Linked DNA regions of Anser cygnoides: region 1 is linked to region 2. A link is a contact called in public Hi-C data. All regions are on one chromosome and are shown on one strand. The core of a region is the stretch at or near the end of the contact, and the rest is flanking DNA. Distances in the headings are between cores, read along the strand shown. Region 1 holds the start of LRRC8B (leucine rich repeat containing 8 VRAC subunit B). Region 2 holds the start of ZNF326 (zinc finger protein 326).

The links. Hi-C and Micro-C count contacts between places; a contact is called where the count stands out from the background.
Region 1: a Hi-C map of liver shows a contact between it and region 2, with 2.8 times the contacts expected there. The contact joins the promoter of LRRC8B here to the promoter of ZNF326 in region 2. A contact is called at or near these places in 4 of 7 Hi-C or Micro-C datasets (granulosa cells and liver).

Annotation. Positions count from the first base shown.
Region 1 is chr8:17,377,620-17,380,410 of Taihu_goose_T2T_genome, reverse strand. LRRC8B (leucine rich repeat containing 8 VRAC subunit B) reads left to right here and starts at 1,430. Exons shown (of 5, transcript XM_067001218.1): 1 at 1,430-1,587.
Region 2 is chr8:17,228,732-17,231,471 of Taihu_goose_T2T_genome, reverse strand. ZNF326 (zinc finger protein 326) reads left to right here and starts at 1,419. Exons shown (of 13, transcript XM_067001220.1): 1 at 1,419-1,568; 2 at 2,093-2,167. The coding sequence starts at 1,553.

The sequences.
Region 1 (2,791 bases), core at 181-2,680, 150 kb before region 2:
TACTAGCAGAGCAGATGATTTATCTTGATGGTGGAAGTCAAGATACATGAAGGCTATGAAGGTGGCAGGTCAGGAGACAAAAGGGAATTGGTCTTTTAGGAAGATTGCTGGCCTAGCTAATGTTTACCAAACTTTAAGAATGATTCTTAGAGAAGAAATTGAAGAAAATGCCTCGCTATTGTCACCTCTGAGGTTAAAAATTACTATTAATCAGTGTATCACCATAAGTAACACCAATCAGCCTGAAACAAATGCAAAACAAATACATTCTCCACTATGCTAGCAATATGGCTGCAAACTGGAAAAACAAGTGTGCTTTTTTTACAACGTACATATTTGCATTAGCAGTTCTATACGTTTGGGTTAAAACACCAGTTTCACTTTTATTTGTAAGTAGTTTCAGTTTTGGCTCAACGGCAGTGTTTGTGTTCCAAAACTTGTTTTGCACAAAAGTATGTTGTATTTTAATAGCTCTTTTAAGTTGAAACTGATAATAATAGATAAATGTGAGCTCCATATGATTTGTAAATTATTTTCACAAAATCTAGAGTCTCTGCTGTTTAAATGAAGCGGGGGTTGTATAGCTGTGAGGAAAAGGATTTTGGTGTTCTATGGAGGAAAAACAACATTTTGAAAATAGATTTTTTTGCTAGCTGATAACTAGACAGTTAACAAACATTATTGTAGCAGAATGAATGTAAGGAGTATAATTATGTTGGAAATACATTTCTGAATAGATTTTTTGCAGTGGGGTGCCTAAGAATGAAAATATTGAAGGAAAATTTCTTGAGCAGATCGAGATGTTTGTACGTCTGGCTAAGAGGAGGCAGAAACACCCCATTTGCTGAGGTATTGGGAGAAATCTAGGTAGAAATCAGCCTTTTCTTTCAGGCTTTCACACATTTACCCCTGCAGAAGCAGCTTTTCAGACACGGCCGAGGGCGGGAATTGCACTGTCAGCTGGAGAAAGAGGAAGTGGAGTAGGAAAGTCAAATAACTTTTGGTGTGTGGGCTGTTTTTTTTAAGCGTTGTGCATACTTGTGAGGTTTTGTGAAACGTTATCTGCTTTTGACTGGACCTGCATGGCCCCCGGAGGCTCTGGCCCCGCAGCAGCGCGGCTTTGGGCTGTCCCTCTCAGGAGGAGGACGGGCACTGCGTGCACCCGACCCGGTGACGGGACCGCTGTCGGTGTGCGGAGCGGTGCCGGACGAGCCTGGGTGCGCCCACAGGGCCCCGGGCGGTCTCCGGGGCCGGGCGGGACGAGCCCTTCCCCTCAGCCGAGCCCCCCGCCCGGTGCCCGCCGGGCTCCCCTGGGGCCGGGCCGGGCCGCAGGTGCGCGGCGCCGCCTTTGTCCGCCCAGGCCGCCGCCGCCCCGCGGCCTGTCAGCGGGCCCGCCGGCCGCAAGCCCCATTGGGCGGCGCGGCCGGTGACGCGCGGCGGGGCGGGCCCGGAGCCGAGGAGCGCCGGTTGCAGCCGGTGCCTCGCGCTGCGCTGCGGGCTGACGGGCGCTGACGGGCGGGCGGGCGGCGGGCGAGGCTCGGCGAGGGGCTCGGTGAGGGGCGAGGCGAGGCTCTGCGCCGCGGCCAGGTAAGCGCCGGGCAGCGGCCGCCGGCAGGTGCCGCACCGCCACGGCCTGCGGGGAGCGGCCCCGCGCCCTCCCGCCCCGGGGGAGCGGGGCTGGGGCTGGGGCTGGGGCTGGCGGCCGGCGCCGTGCGGGTGGGGCCGGGGGGAGGCGCCGCGCCCGGTGCCGTTACCGCTGCGCGCCCGCCTCCGCCGGGCCAGGTGTGGCGGCGGCACCTGCCGGTGCCCCGGGCTCCGCTGGGCCGCGGCCTCCTCGCTGCTGCCCGGCCCGGCTGCTCCGCCCGGAGCCCGGGGCACCCTCCTGGCTCCTGGTAGCGGCGTGTCCGGGGGGCGATCAGCCGGTGCTGCGGGGTGTGGGGGGGTAAAGCGCCGAAACGGGCTTCCCCGGGGCTCGGTTCTGCGTGGAGGTTGTCATTAACCGTGCTGCTCGGCTCGCTCTGCTCGAGTGAACACCTGGTGCGGTCCTTTCCAGCAGCAGCCCTGGGTAACGCTGCGGTGAGCCGGGAGCTCCGTGCTCACTTGCGTTTTCAGGCGTTTCAGTGGTGTGTTCTGCTGACTGCTGGCTTCCCTTGCCTGCTAGCTGAGGCGATAAGATAAGGCATCGCTCCCTTCCCCGTGTCTCAGGAGTCTCCTCTCTGTACCTGCTTAGCAGGGAGGGCGGCTGGTCAAAGGATTGCTTATCTGTTTTGGCTGCGTTCATAAACTTTTTTTGGGGGAGGAACGGAGCTCACAAGGCTTAAGTAATATCATCTTACAGGGCATCACTCATATAATTTATTATGTATTGTCTCCGTATATTGCATGTGTTTTTTTCACTCTGTGCAACCCAGCAGGCCCTGGGGGGAATGGACGAGTTCTCCCAAGTAGCGCTTTTCTTCAGCAGCTGCGGTGCTGACCAGGGCAAGGGATGTGGTAGGAGAGAGAACGGGAGGGAGAAGGGCTGCACTGTAGAACCGGGAGTTAGGATAGGCTACAAGTTCCCTTAAGGGCTTTCCCTAGTGTTTTTAAAACATCCTGTTGTAGCTAGGTAACAGTGCTTATCACAGAGTTTCATGCTAGCACATATTTTACATAGTAACCGTTTCAATTTCAGTAGGTTTCATGTAATTCATAGAAATTTACATGTTTGTTCTCTTATGCTCTTGAGAGAAAAGTTGTTGGTCTGACCGCTATTTTTTCCTTTTTTTTTTTTTAAGGAAGATAGCATTAT
Region 2 (2,740 bases), core at 170-2,669:
GCTGTATCCAAAGTCTGTGGCTCAAGTATATTCGCATCTGCTGCCATCCAGAGCTTGGGGAGGGAAAATGTCTGACTGCTGTGTCAGACTCAGGTTTTAGCTTAATAAAAAGCTTGGACTCTGGACCTACGTGAGTCAAACCTTCCTTTCCCAAAATGGGGCTTTTATTACTTTTCAGATGCAGAGAAATTGGCAGGTTTTGATCCAAGCCTGTTAGCTACCGAAGAATGAAGGAAGACCTGACAAAATCAAAAATCAAGAGATAGTGACTTTGCCCACCATTACAACCAGAAAGTGTGTCTCTAGCTTGTCCTCAGAGCCAACTCCTTAGTTTTTTTGTCAGATCTGCTCTCTGCTGCTCTCTCACATAGTCCTCCCACCCCCGTTCAGGAATGTATAAAACATTAAGAAGCTACAAGGAACGAAACATTTCTCAGCATGTGAGTCTCACAAAGATCTTTGGTTTTTGTTGCATGATGTATGTATTTGTTTTTTTTCTTCTCTCAAACCTTTGGCTATGGGAGGAGAAAAGTGGTGTCTTACAACTAGCTTGAATTGAATGAAGCCTGTGTTTACATTTAGCCTGTTTCAGTGTTTCAATGCAGCCTGTAACAGAAACTACAACAGCTTGTCCTGGGATTCACGGATGAATTGGTGTTAACGGTAGGTTGATCGAAGGGGACTTTTACAGGGCGGATACTGCTTAGTTGAGTTCTGTTGCCTAAGGAAGGCTACACTTCAGCACAGGATTACTTGTGTTCGCTATTTTGGGAGGAAAGAGTGAATATCGAGGCCTATTCATAGCTATTTATGATGCTCTTCCTGGGAAGGCCTCGAGGCAGCCCAAGGGGCCACTGTGGGTGGTGCAGCCATGTCAGGAGCCAGGACGAGGGGACAGCGCAAGTACTCCTCTGTGTAACATCACCGAGCTGCTTCCCAAATACAGCCATGTAAGAGATGGGCACAGCCATATGCTCACACAAAGCAGCAGCAGCCCCTGTTGTGGGCTGGCACAGGACAAGGCTCCTCACTCCACACCGCTGTGGAGCCGCGGGGACTCGCTCCCGCCAAGCACTGCCTGGCTTCCAGTGCAGAGTAAAGGCACATTTTGGTCCTTGTGTACTGAGGGCAGTGTTTGCTGCCGTCGCCCCTTATGTTTTCACCGGGGCCAGAGGGCGTGTGGCAGGAAAGAAAGCGTTGGGACTACAAAAGGCGTGGCAAAGACGCGGCTGTTTCACCGCCGATAACCCCGCTGCGCCTTCAAGCCAGATAAGGCCCGCTGCCATGACGCAAAATGGCGGCTGCCAGCACCTAATATGGCCGCCGCGCAGCCTCCTCCCTCGTGACCCCGCCGATCCGGGCGCCAGGCGCCGGCGGCTTCGGGCGGCCGGGGCCCCTTTCTCCCTTCGTGCCTCGCCGCTCACGTGATGCGGCGGCCGGGCCAATCGGCGCGCTCCCCGGCGGCGCGCAGGCCCCGCCTCGCCTCGTTGTGGCGGAGGGCGCCATTGCCAGCCGCGGCCGCCAGCCGCCGGGAGCGGGGCCCGCCGCCATCATGGACTACGGGGAAGGTGAGCGCGCGCCCCGCAGCGCCGGGCAGGGCCCGGCCGCGTCTCCGCACGGCCGCGGCCGCCTCGCTCCGCGCAGGGCGCTCCCCCTCCCCCCCCTCCCCCGCACACACCTCCTCGCCCTCCTCCTCGCCGCCCCTCCCGGGCCGGGGGAGCTGCGGCGGCCGTCGGCGGGCGGGCTGCGCGGGAGGAGGAGGAGGGCAGAGGAGGGCTGAGGGGCCCCAGGGGCCCTCCCGGGGCCCTCCCGGGGCCCTCCCGGGGCCGGGCGGGCGGGCGGGCGGCGAGGGCGGGGGGCGAGCTGAGGCGCCCGGGGGGCGCGGGGCGAGCGGGGGGCGAGGGGGAGGGGTGCGGGGGGGGGGGGCGGCGGCGGCGCGGGCAGGGCCGGGGGGAGCTCGGGGCGAGCTCCGTGAGGGGGTCGTGGCAGGAGAGCCGCCAGCAGGGAGAGCCGCCTGTCGGCGCGGCTCCCGGTGTCTCCCCTCCAGCTCTCGCTAAGCACTAAGTCATTCTCACTGACCCATCCTCTCCAGCTGAAGACAGAGATTGGAGGTTCCCAGATACCCCCATGCATTGTGGTGTGAACATGCCCAGTGGGTCAGTCTCAGGTATGAGCTATAAATACGTCTAACCTCTAAAAAGCGTTGGGGCTGAACAGTCAGTGTTGCCAAAGATGTTAAAAAGGGTTATTGAAAGTACGTAACGTGGTGTGGCTGCACATGTTGTTTTCTGGAGGAGTTGTAACTGGCGGGGAGTGAGACTCGGTTCTCATCTTGGGCATGTCAACATGAGCTCCTGCACATTCCGAGTCCGAACGAAGAGGTGTTGGAGGAGTGGGGATGGGAGGGAACGCAGACGTCACTTACGATGTTGCTGTTTGCATACATCGGTATTTTATTTTCTCATGGACTACTATATTTGATTCGTGCTGCTTAGATTGAAAAGAAAGCAGCAGAAACGGGGTCAGAGAATGTTTCCCTCTCCCACGCGGGCATGGGAAAAAAACCTAGATTTTCTTTTGTAATTTACTTTAAGTAAGGGTGTGGGAAGGAATATAAAAAGCATAAAAATAAATGCGGTAGAGCAAATGTTAGCTTTTGTTTATACGCTGTTAAAATACCTGCAACTGAAAAGAATACAGATTTTATGGGTAAGGTTATAAACTTAGCAAGACTCAAGAA